Linked DNA regions of Sus scrofa: regions 2, 3 and 4 are each linked to region 1. The links are chromatin contacts, called in public Hi-C and HiChIP or PLAC-seq maps. All regions are on one chromosome and are shown on one strand. Each heading gives the region's core, a stretch centred on a gene start, on an enhancer-like site or on the middle of the called end of the contact. The rest is flanking DNA. Distances are from core to core; before and after follow the strand shown. Region 1 holds the start of TTC9C (tetratricopeptide repeat protein 9C). Region 2 holds the start of SLC3A2 (4F2 cell-surface antigen heavy chain). Region 3 holds the start of NXF1 (nuclear RNA export factor 1). Region 4 holds the start of TUT1 (speckle targeted PIP5K1A-regulated poly(A) polymerase).

Region 1 (2,775 bases), core at 3-2,502:
CTCCACAGGTAGCTCGTAAACAGTTCGCATGCAAAACCTCTTACTTGCATCCACTACCACCAAGCAACCAAGTCAGGCAGGAACCTCCCTCCTGCAGAGAGAGGAGCCCCAAGAGGTAGCCAAGCCCCCCAGAAAGGTGGGCTGAGAGAATGAAAGCCACCTCCCCGGGGGAGTCCCACCAAAAGGCGATGGGAATTGGACCCCGCTGTGCCAGGCTTGGTGCTGGGTCAGGGGCGCACCCGGCAGGTTGGAGCCGGGCTCCGCTGCCAGCTCCTCACCCTGTTCCTCCGCGGCCTTGTCAGCCGGCGCCTCGGATCCCGGCGTCTCGTCCCCGCTCCGCTCCTCCGGTTCCTCTTCCTCCCCCTTGACGGTGCCCTGCTCTTCGCCACCATTTACCCCACCTGACCCGGCCGTGGCCTCCTCCGCTGGTTTCTCGGAAGCATCGGACTCGGCCACGGCCTCTGTGGCTGCGGCCTCCGGGGGCTCCGGCGGCGGCTGCGCGGCCTCGTCCGAGGCCTGGGCAGGGGGTGGCTCTTCGTCCTCGTCCTCAAGCAGCGCCTCCTCGTCCTCCTCCTCCTCCTCTTCGTCCTCCTCCTCGTCCCCGCCCGGGCCGCCGCCCGACGCGGCCACAGGCCGAGGCTCCGCCTTGCAGGCCCCACCGGGCCCGGCCCCGCCACCGCCGGCCTCGTCCTCAAGCATCTCGGCGTCAAGCGCCTCCTGCAGCCGCTGCGCCAGATCCACCTTGAGGCCGCGCGAGTCCAGGCCCCGCCGCTGCAGCTCCGACCGCAGCTCGGTCACTTTCAGCCGCTTCACCTCCATCGCCGCCGCCGCCTCCTCCGCCTCCCGCCGCCTCCTCCCCTGCGAACCGTCGACCGAGCCCGACCGCGCAGGCGCCGCCGCCGCCCGCCTCCGCCTCACGCGCCAGCACTGAGCCCGCGCGGGCGAGCGCACGCACGTACGCACGCAGGCAGCGAGGACCTCGCGCAGCCTCCGCTATGTAGTGTTTGTTTCTTCCGTCTGCTCCCTCCCCTTTACAGCCCTCGGAGCCCAAAACAACGCAGCAGGAAGCTGCTTCCTTTCCAGCCCCCTCGGTTCCCCTCCGGCGGGTGGGCGCGCGCGGAGAACCACAGACTTCCCTTCTCCTTTACCTCCCGCCCCCTCTCACCCCTGAGCCAATCGCCGCCGGTGTCTTCACAGCGCAGCCTCACCGGAGCCGGAGTCGGGAAAGGTTGGCTTTGGCTCAAGTGCTTCGTAGCACTCAGGCGTGTGCCCACCGGTCTCTCCGTACTTTGAGCCCCGGGCTCCGCGCAGTGGGTGGGAGCTCCCTCGCCACATGGCCCTCACACCCTGTCGCCACCCTTACTCGCGTCTGACCCGATCACACTGTCGTCGTAGTGCTTGTTCTTTAGTCTGTGTCCTACTGTCTATATGTGCAGCCACTTCTTGAGACAAAGGAAGAAAAGGCAGAAGGGAAGCAGGGAAGCTCTTGCAACGTGAACTCCTACTAGCAATTATGTTTCTGGTTAGTCAACGCAAGGGCTCTCCAAAACCGAGGAATACAGTAACCTCGGGCCCTCGTCTTATTTCAACTCTTAAACTTCTACCTAGCAACAGACACCCTCGCCTCGCTTTATTGGCCAACTTGAATCGTCATCTGCAATTCTGATTGGTCATCCGTGATCGTTCAGCTTTTTTTTCAATTGGCGAAGCTGACGGGAGATTTCCCCCCACACACACCCTCGGGTTGGTCGGCCAGGGAGGCTGGGGAGGCGGAGTCGTTTATGCAGGATTACTTTTCCGAGGCTGCTCCTGATTGGACGGCATGGCGCAACGCGCGCGACCTTTACACACAAACTATCCGGAGACCAGACCCTGTCCTCTCCGTGCTCCGGGATCGTAAACCGAAGCTCAGGGCGTGGGGGGGCAGGAGAGACTTTGGGCTCGGCCATTTGTAAGGAGCGAGAGGCTGGCCGCGGGACCTGGGGCACTTGCAGCTGAGCGGCGCTGCGGCCGCGTCACCGTTGGCTTGTGGTTACGGTGCACTGACCGCATTCACCTTGGTTCCCCAACTCTTGGCCCAGAGGCCAACAGCTGCTGGTGCAAACAAAGAGCTGGGAGGGAGGCAAGCCCCCTAGACCTCTTTTAGGAGTTGTCCCCGCCCACTCCCTTCCACTTCCAGGTCGGGGGGCGGTTGTTCAAAGGAAAGGAGGAAGTAAATTCCGCCGGCGTTCCCACGCTGGCCACAATTCCTTAGTATGGCTTTCGCTAATTCATGCAATCACTTCGTCCCGGAATCACCTCTTTAGGAAATCAATTTATCTGTGGCTTTACTATTTCCACATCCTCTCCCTGTCCTTCATTTCTAGAGATTGAAAAATACCTGCAGAGAAGAGAGGAAGAGGCTGCAGTAGAATCAAGCAAACCTCATTCCCTGAGAGGCCTCCGGGAGAAGGATAGTTTCCTGCTTCTTCAAGTCGGCTACCAAAATCGGTTATTTCGCGCCTATCCCCACAGCTTCGGAATTGCTTCCCCATTCCGCAAGAGCACGGGGTGACAAAGTTATGGAGAAGCGCCTGCAGGAGGCCCAGCTATACAAGGAGAAGGGGAACCAATGTTACCGGGAAGGGAAATACCGGGATGCTGTGAGTGGATACCATCGAGCTCTGCTTCAGCTGCGGGGTCTGGATCCAAGTATGCCCTCCCCGATTCCTAATCTAGGACCTCAAGGCCCGGCCCTCACACCTGAACAAGAAAACGTACTGCATACTACCCAGA
Region 2 (2,700 bases), core at 66-2,565, 120 kb after region 1:
TGTGGGGAACAACAGAGGCCACCCCAATGCCCCAGTTGGAAAAATTACCTGTATTCATCCTGGGAGGCACTTGAATTCCTTAGGATTGGTGATGAGCTGAAGACAGAAAAGGGAGGCATTTAATGTACTTAAGAACAACCATTAAAAAGCCTCGAGTACTCCCCGCCCACTTCTCAGTAGTTAAGATGACATCACTTTTTTGAGTTCAGGCATATGCTTGTCATTTTACCGTTCATCATGGAGTGGCCAGTGCAACCTGAACGAGCAAGTCCCAACCAGGCGCTGTGCTCATACCCATAATGGCATAAAGCATCGTATGCCCACCTGGAACACCAACGCCGTGCTTGATCGATACAGAGATAGGTCTTGTCCCATCCTCCAGCCTGTACACTCCCTGGAACTCAACCACATCTGAAAAATACCGAAGAACATTCTTCACTATACCCCCAGCCTAACTCTCCCCCGCAGTGTCTTAGCAACTCGAAACAAAAAGACCCAAACATGAAACATGGGCTGCGGATGGTGCTACTCAGAAATTTTACTTTCTCCACTAATCCATCAGTAAGAGAGAGCTCAATTCTTGAAATCATCCCTGTAGCACACACCGATGTACCTCTGCACATGTCCAACAACACAGAAACAAAGGGCGCAAAGCCAGGCCACGAGCACTTACTCCAACGACAGGCCTTCCCGACCCTTCAGAGTTCGATGCGCGCCCAAACCCTGCAGACAAAAGAACCTTAGGTCAGACCTCGGATTATCTCGCCAAAGCTGCGTTTTCCGAAGCTAAGGCGGCGTCAGCTGTGCCAGGCCGGTCTCCTCAGAGTTCCTTATCCTCACGGAGCTCAGTACAGGTCTGTGAAAATGTTCTCATCACAGAAAGGCCAGTCGGCACGGCCCGCCATCGCCATTTTGTCCTTCACAAAGCCCTTGCCGCTCTAAGGCCTCAACACCTAGGCCATGTTTCCTCTCCCCTCCCCCACCAGCCTAATAGGTGCCACAGAGAAAGGACAAGGCGCGGGCACGCTCGCGTCACGACTTTCTTACCGCGAGAAAACGAAAACGCCGACCGAAAGCCCGGGAAAAATGAGACCGAAGAGGCACCGCGAGACACTTAAATACCAGCGCGCAGAGGTCCACGGGATTTGGGGGCGGGACTAAGGCAGGCGCAAGCGCAGAAGGAGAGGGCATGCGTGCCTGATGGGCTGTGGATGGAGATTTTCAAAGGCTGCTGTTGAATGTGCACGCCCTGAAACTGCAGCGCGAAAAAGGAGCGCATGCGCTTAGGGGTTGCGCAGGCGCGCCTATCGTGCTGCAGAGAGGTTTGGTCTTTACTGCGGCTGCTGGTGAGGCTGTGACGCCGAGTTCTCAGCTTCCCGCCGATCCTGTCCAGACGCTCCGTCTTGGTCATAGCCGACTGCCCCAATACCCTTCCCTGAGCTCCCCTTGCCACCACACACCCTAAACCTGTGTGCAGGGTCCGATTCCATGGACCCCGAACCTCACGAACCCTCGACCGGCGTCGTCTTGGTTCCGCACCAGCCGCCCAGCGAGCACTCGGGGCCTGGTGCTCAGGGTCCCAGCGCGGGGGGCAACTCAGGTACTGCTGGGCCCCGGGCTGAGCTCGAGTGGAGGGCCCTTGCATGGAACTGTTTCGGGAAGGTGAATCAGGCCATAGATGTTCTTGAAATTCATAACAGCCGTTGATATCTCTAACTGGTCACCTCTACCCTACTGTCTGGTCCAACTTCTCCGGGAGCTTGGCTTATAGTAGGGCTAACATTAGCTGACACTTGAATTGCCGCTTTAAGCACGTTACATGAATTGGTTATTCTTTAGTCCTCTAAATCCAGAGATAGATCTGTTGCCAAAATACCGGCTGCATCTACGCCAATGCCAAATAGAGGAGGAGACAGAAGTAGCCTTAACGGGGAGGCCAAGAGGGAGCACAGCAGGCTAGTGCCTAAAGGACTATGCCCCCTGGAGGAGGTAGTGAGGAGACTTAACAGTGTTCAAGGAGCAGGGCCTGATCGGCTTGGGGACATTTATGGGATTCTTTGGTGGTGAGGTAATGGGAGTCCATCATATCATCAACCTTCTGGTCGCAGCTGGTCTGGGGGGTCTCCATGCTTGGGGGTAGCATACAGTTAACTTCTTCCACTCGGTGGGGGCTTCAGCACCTGCAAAAGAGCTCCGAGGGCATGGCTCAGAATATCTATAGTCCTTGAGGAAAAGCTAAAGGTTCTTGACTTTGTTGAATGGCTAAACTATTTTGTCTTCTTAACTGTTTTCCTTTTTCTCTGTAATTTCTTACTTCTCTTGATTAAATTGATCCCTTGACTAAAGTTTTTCTATGGACAAAAAGGCAAGCAGAGAATATGAGTTGGGGGGTCCACTCTGCCAAGGTTTCACAGGGCTCTGCTGGGTTAAAGGCACAATACCATTTTATAGATGAGGGACTGCAGGTGTAGCGTTCAGCCCCAACTCCAGCCTGATGTCAGGGTGGTTCCAGTCAGTGACACTCTTGTTACTGAGGCCACTCAGCATTAGTTTATTAATTTCTAGTGGTAAACACCTAGGGTACCAGTATATTTTATAATCATTTATGAAACTCTTATTGGAGTTCCCGTGGTGGTGCAGTGGTTAACGAATCTGACTAGGAACCATGAGGTTGAGGGTTCGGTCCCTGGCCTTGCTCAG
Region 3 (2,700 bases), core at 103-2,602, 65 kb after region 1:
GACCCAACTAGGATCCATGAGGATGCGGATTCAGCCCCTGGCCTAGTTCGGTGGGTTAAGGATCCGGCGTTGCTGTGGCTGTGGTGTAGGCCAGCAGTTACATCTCTGATTGGACCCCTAGCGTGGGAACTTTCATATGCCTCGGCTGGGGCCCTAAAAAGCAAAAAAAAGAAAGAAAGAAAAAAAAAAAAAGACCCACGATACAGATGGCCTACAGGCACATGAAAAGATGCTCAACATCACTAATTATTAGAGAAATGCAAATCAAAGCCACAATAAGGTAGCACTTCACACCAATCAGAATGGCCAACATTAAAAAGTCCACAAAAACAAATGCTGGAGAGGATGTGGAGAAAAGGCAACCCTCCTACGCTGTTGGTAGGAATGAAAACTGGTGCAGCCACTACGGGAAAGAGTATGGAGGTTCCTTAAAAAACTAAAAATATGAGTTTCTCAAGAAGTTACCCTAGGAAAAAAGTAATAAATGCACACAAGTCGTTGCTAACATTCACTGAGCACTCTTCTCCAGTGTCAGGCACTATGCTCCAGGCACCTGACATGAATGATCTCGTTTTAACACACACACACACGGAGACAAACTCAGAAGGCTGGTACTGTTTCTATCCTCATTAAGGAGATGGAAAACGAAGTCTGAGGGTGTAAGTTACTCAAGCTTGGCATAGCCAACTCGGGATTGAAACCTCGGCTCCTAACCACCGCTCTGGACTAAAACTCAGTGTAGTGTTTGGACCAGAACATCGAGTTGATGTGCAGATCTAAAATATTAAGCCTAAGCGACAGACGCGTTAGGTGGGGGAGGGGGCAAAATCGCCTGGACGCGCGGTAGAAAATAGGGCACATCAGCCCAGGAGAAGGGCACTGACTCACATTAAACAGTTTGGCCGCCAAATTGAACTGACAGGCATCAACCACCCACAAAGTTCAAAGGAATCTCATCACCCCACCACTGAGCCACCTCTCCGAGTCGCAGGGGCCCGCAAAGGGAGGATCCCAGCGTCAACAACCCCGGCACCCAACCCTCAAGCTCACCCAGGCCCCCGGGCTGCCTCGCCCCGGGCCCGCGCCGCGCCACCGCCGTTCCCCGTGGACGCCGGGCCCCTCGCGGCCTCACGCCCCGGCGCTGCGGCCTAGGCTGGCGCAGCCCAGCAGGGCCCAAGATCGACCGGCTCCCCGACCCAAGGGCCAGCACTGACCGTTGTATGACTTCCCTTCGTCCGCCATGGCGCAGCGAGCAGGGGCGGGCTCTGTCGCGGCCCGCGACACCGGCAAACGTCCGAACGCCCAGGCTCTCCCGGCTGAAGTGCTCCTACGCCGGATGCCGCCGCATTTATGCGGCCAGCGCGTCGCGCGCAGCCGACGTCCCACGGTGATGGGCGGAACCACTGGGAGACGCGCGTGCGCATTCGACGAGCGGACTAGCCGGGGGCGGGACTTGGCGTTGCACGCCCCGCCCAGGACCTGAGCTTGGGAAGCCGAGTTACCGCGGGTTCGCCGGCCCCCTGCTTTCATCCACCCCGCCGCTAGTAGCTCTCTGCTGGAGCACCTCCAGGGTCAGCGGTGAAGCGGAGAGGTGGCTACTGCAGCCCAGGATTCCGAGAGGAACAGGGAAGAGGGGCTACAGGAAGGGCTTCCGAGGAGTGGGAGACCAGGCCCTTAGGAGCGGGAGTGACCGCACATAGACACCTAGAAGGATCCAGCCAGGGCAAGTCTCAGCTCAGCCCTTTGACACTTGCAGATCTAGGCCTCGGTCTCCTCGCCTATAAAATGAAATAGAAAACTAACGGTAAACTCCTAGAGAGCAGGGGCTTGATTAATTCACGGCTTTTTCTCTCCGGCACCTGACTGGATACCATACTTAGCACGCACGCAGCAGGAACCCAACATATATTTGTGAAATAACTACTGATCTATGCATTCCCTCCGAGAGAGTTGCAATCAAAGGAGAGAAAAACGGCATTTGCCAGGCTTTGGCTGTCTTCACAAACCAACCCACCCACCAACCCACCGGGATGTGCTATGCTAAACCCACGTCTTGTGTCAACTGGGCAGTGAGGAGGCCAGCCTGACCACACGCTGAACACAGGCCAAAGGGAGAGGAAATATTAAAATGCCATGGCTAGGAAAGACCTGGGCTCTCCTGGACCCCTCAAAGTACTGGGGCCAGCACAGTGTATAGTGACTGTTGTCTCTACAGCTTGAGCTTCCTTTCGGGTGTGTGAAGTGGGGGAACTCCAGTGATGCAGGATGATGTGGTTCTGGGTCCTGGTCAGGACTAGAAAGCATATTAACCTCCCTGGAGGGTGGGTGTTCCAGGCAGGTCACTCCTTCATTCTTCTGACTGGCTTGGATGTGGTGAGGGGCTTCAAGGGGACCAAGAGCCTCAGCTGGAGCTGGGAACGGATTCTTCATGTCACCTTCACTCCTAGCAGCAGGCAGGGCTCCTACTTCATCCAGCGCAAGTAAGTTTGGGGCCAAATGGTTGGAGCATGCAGATGAGACAGGTCCAAATACTTCTGGAGATGGTCCTGGAAGTTGCCGTCAATCAGGGACCCAGGCTGGGATCCTGTTACGGGCCTCTGAAGGGAAGTTTCCATGCTAACTAAGTGCTGCTACACCTGGAAACCCCCTGCGGGAGGCAGCTGTGTGCACAGAGTGAGTGAGCCTGGCCCGTCAGGGCCA
Region 4 (2,700 bases), core at 145-2,644, 110 kb before region 1:
CAGAACTCTAGACTATTTCTTTTCGGTTTTTTTTGTTTTTTGTTTTTTTTTTTTGCTTTTTAGGGCCGCACCTGCGTCATATGGGTTTCCAGGCTCGGGGGTCACATCAGAACTGTAGCTGCTGGCCTATGCCACAGCCACAGCCACACAGGATCCCAGCCGTATCTTCGACCTCCATCACAGGTCATGCCAATGCCAAATCCTTCACCCACTGAGCAAGGGCAGAGATCAAACCTGCGTCCTCATGGATGCTAGTCAGATTCATTAACCAGAGCCATAGGAACTTCCCAGACTATTTCTCATTTATCATTTCTGGGTATAGTATAGAGATTACAAGAGCAGGATCAGAAGCCACACTACCCAAAATTGAATCCCACCTCTGAGATCTTGGGCAAGTTGCTTAACCTTGCTGTGCGTACTCCTCAGATATAAAATGGAGATAAAAGTACCTATCACATAGATATTATTCATATGTAGCACTTGGCCAAGAGTCTGGTACATGGTGAATGGGGGAAAACTTAGCTGCTATTTTTACTTTTATTACATTTGGAATTAGCTGCTTGATGTCAGCGATGTATATTTGAAATTCAGGAAGACTATCCTGGATTTCTGACTTGCCCTCCTGGGCAGTGGTAGCGCCATTCACAAAGAAAAAGATGAATGGAAGCTCACGTTTAGGGGAGATTATGATTCCACCTCACAAGTGGAATCTGAGACTTCATTGAGCCCCTTGCGCTGTCATAAAAAGCACCTTGTCTCCTTTTCCAAACCCACGTTCCATTCATACCAGGCTACTGCACCCATCTCTGCCTTTGGAAAACTCCCTCACTTAATTACTGCCATGTCTGTGAGCCCGCAGCCTTCCAAACACATCTATAGAGCACTGAAATTGTCTCCATCTCTAGAGAGTGAGCTCCTTCATCTCTATGTCCCCTTTTCCCGCCCTAGAGCACAGCGGAGCACCTGGCACAAAGGGGATGTCCAATAAATGACAGTTAAAGAATGAACAAAATAACGAAATTTCCGTCGTGGAGATTTCGCATACAGGGAAGTTGAGGGGTCAGGTAGTGGGACCCTTCTCCACTCTGTAACCCCTTGACTGTGGAGTGAAAACCGAGGTGAGATCCTACCAATCAATTTGGCAAAAATCATGACCTATAACCCTAACTTTCGCCAGGACCCAGAGACTGAAGTCCACGACCACCCCCCCTTACTAGCCACCGCTTACGGTTGGCTGTAACGACGTGGCAGAGGCGGCAGCGGAAACCCCCACGAGGCAGCGGTTCGACATCAGAATCCACCGCAGCCATCGCCACTCTCTGGAACTAACAAAATGCAGCCACTTCGGTCACGACCGGAACTCACTCCTACAAATTGCAACGCGCTCGGAAGCGACTTCCGCCCGTCCGATAGGAAGTGACGTAGCCCCGGCCAATCCCGCGGCACACTCCTCCGAAACCCGAGCGCTTTCCACTCAGGTTCCGTTTCCAGCCTGAGTTAAGTTTCGGCCCGCTTTAGGGAAATCGTCTACGATGCGTAACTGCACGCGGTAAGCCGATTGGTGTGCTCTGAGCTGATCAGGCGTTGATTGGCCCAAAGATCCTGAATACTCAGAAAGCAGCCGCAAAGGTTGGCGCAGTTTCTTGCGGGGTCCGATCCTTGACAGCCGGCAGTTTCCTTGCTGTGTGGTGGTGGGCAGGCTGTACCCTCCCTTCGAGAGGCAGTAGAGACCACGAGACTGTATCCGCAACCCCCTATTTACCTGGTGAATAAAGGCGGATCCTTCATCTCCAGGATACCCTGGCTGTCCCTAAGCTCTCAACCTCCTCGGGCTGTTACTCTTTTCCTCTGCTGTCGGTCTTCTCCCAGAAAGTGTGTTCTGCGACGGCTTCCCAGCCCTGGCCGGGAGCCCTAACCACACCGGACACCTTTTGGACTTCAGGGGGGCCACAGCCAGATGGCCTTTATTCCGCGACAGCGGGCTGCATGGAGTGTATTCATCAGGCGCCAGAGCCACCGGCCCACTTCAAGGCATGCGGCAGAAACTACTACGGTGGCAACTGAGTAAAGACATTGGAGGGTGCTGGCCTCCTCCAGACTGTTACAGTGGTCAATTCCTCCCAAACTCCGGAGGTGCTGCTCAGGCCAGGGAGAGTAAGGGAGCTGGGGACACCCTTGGGACAGGGACGAGATGGAGGGGCCTCTCAACTGGGCTAGGCAACTCTTGCTGTTGTTGACCAACCCACAACTTTGGACTGTGTAAAGAGGACCTAAGGTAAACATCTCCAGGTCTTTAGCCTTGAGCAAGTCACAAATGCTGAGGTTGTTTCTCATCTCTAAAGAAAGTGCTCAAGGAGCACACAATAGATTTAATTTGTTGTTCTCTCTCCTGAGGTGCTCCTCCTGTCGGGACTAGCTCAGGCGTCTCATCTGTCTCCCAAACCTAAAAAGGGAGGAAATGGCACTAGAGTGGACCCCAATATCAAAGCAGTTGCTGGCCTTGGAGATCTTGCAACAGCAGTCTGTGCGAATACACCAGCATTAGGTGGTATGACCCTACATCACCCCCCGAGGTGGACTACATCTTGCTCCAACCTCGCAACTCCCAGAATTCCCCAAGTAAAAGGGAGAGAGGAGTTTAAAAGTTGGGAAATAAAGAAGCACCTTCACACACTCACACTCCTATGGAAGCCACCAGTC

Evidence for each region. Hi-C and Micro-C count contacts between places; a contact is called where the count stands out from the background. HiChIP or PLAC-seq counts read pairs in DNA pulled down with a chosen protein or histone mark.
Region 2: a contact with region 1 is called in a Hi-C map of liver, with 5 times the contacts expected there. The contact joins the promoter of SLC3A2 here to the promoter of TTC9C in region 1. A contact is called at or near these places in 5 of 5 promoter capture datasets (fetal liver, fetal skeletal muscle, liver and 1 more), 35 of 47 Hi-C or Micro-C datasets (adipose tissue, alveolar macrophages, blood and 16 more) and 2 of 2 datasets of contacts at active chromatin or transcription factors (alveolar macrophages and skeletal muscle).
Region 3: a contact with region 1 is called in an H3K27ac HiChIP or PLAC-seq map of alveolar macrophages. The contact joins the promoter of NXF1 here to the promoter of TTC9C in region 1. A contact is called at or near these places in 1 of 5 promoter capture datasets (liver), 3 of 47 Hi-C or Micro-C datasets (alveolar macrophages, epiblast stem cells and liver) and 2 of 2 datasets of contacts at active chromatin or transcription factors (alveolar macrophages and skeletal muscle).
Region 4: a contact with region 1 is called in a Hi-C map of liver, with 4 times the contacts expected there. The contact joins the promoter of TUT1 here to the promoter of TTC9C in region 1. A contact is called at or near these places in 2 of 5 promoter capture datasets (fetal skeletal muscle and liver), 4 of 47 Hi-C or Micro-C datasets (heart right ventricle, liver and skeletal muscle) and 2 of 2 datasets of contacts at active chromatin or transcription factors (alveolar macrophages and skeletal muscle).

What each region holds. Positions count from the first base shown.
Region 1 is chr2:9,033,035-9,035,809 of Sscrofa11.1, reverse strand. TTC9C (tetratricopeptide repeat protein 9C) reads left to right here and starts at 1,252. Exons shown (of 4, transcript XM_005660786.3): 1 at 1,252-1,522; 2 at 2,367-2,775. The coding sequence starts at 2,562. It overlaps HNRNPUL2 (heterogeneous nuclear ribonucleoprotein U-like protein 2), which reads right to left and starts at 1,141. Exons shown (of 15, transcript XM_005660783.3): 1 at 279-1,141. The coding sequence starts at 819.
Region 2 is chr2:8,917,685-8,920,384 of Sscrofa11.1, reverse strand. It overlaps SLC3A2 (4F2 cell-surface antigen heavy chain), which reads left to right and starts at 1,315. Exons shown (of 11, transcript XM_003353809.4): 1 at 1,315-1,600. The coding sequence starts at 1,489. It overlaps LOC100627892 (a long non-coding RNA gene), which reads right to left and starts at 1,155. Exons shown (of 9, transcript XR_002341464.1): 1 at 1,048-1,155; 2 at 674-723; 3 at 325-411; 4 at 49-96.
Region 3 is chr2:8,968,610-8,971,309 of Sscrofa11.1, reverse strand. It overlaps NXF1 (nuclear RNA export factor 1), which reads right to left and starts at 1,352. Exons shown (of 21, transcript NM_001243350.1): 1 at 1,215-1,352. The coding sequence starts at 1,242.
Region 4 is chr2:9,147,257-9,149,956 of Sscrofa11.1, reverse strand. TUT1 (speckle targeted PIP5K1A-regulated poly(A) polymerase) reads right to left here and starts at 1,394. Exons shown (of 10, transcript XM_005660796.3): 1 at 1,229-1,394. The coding sequence starts at 1,310.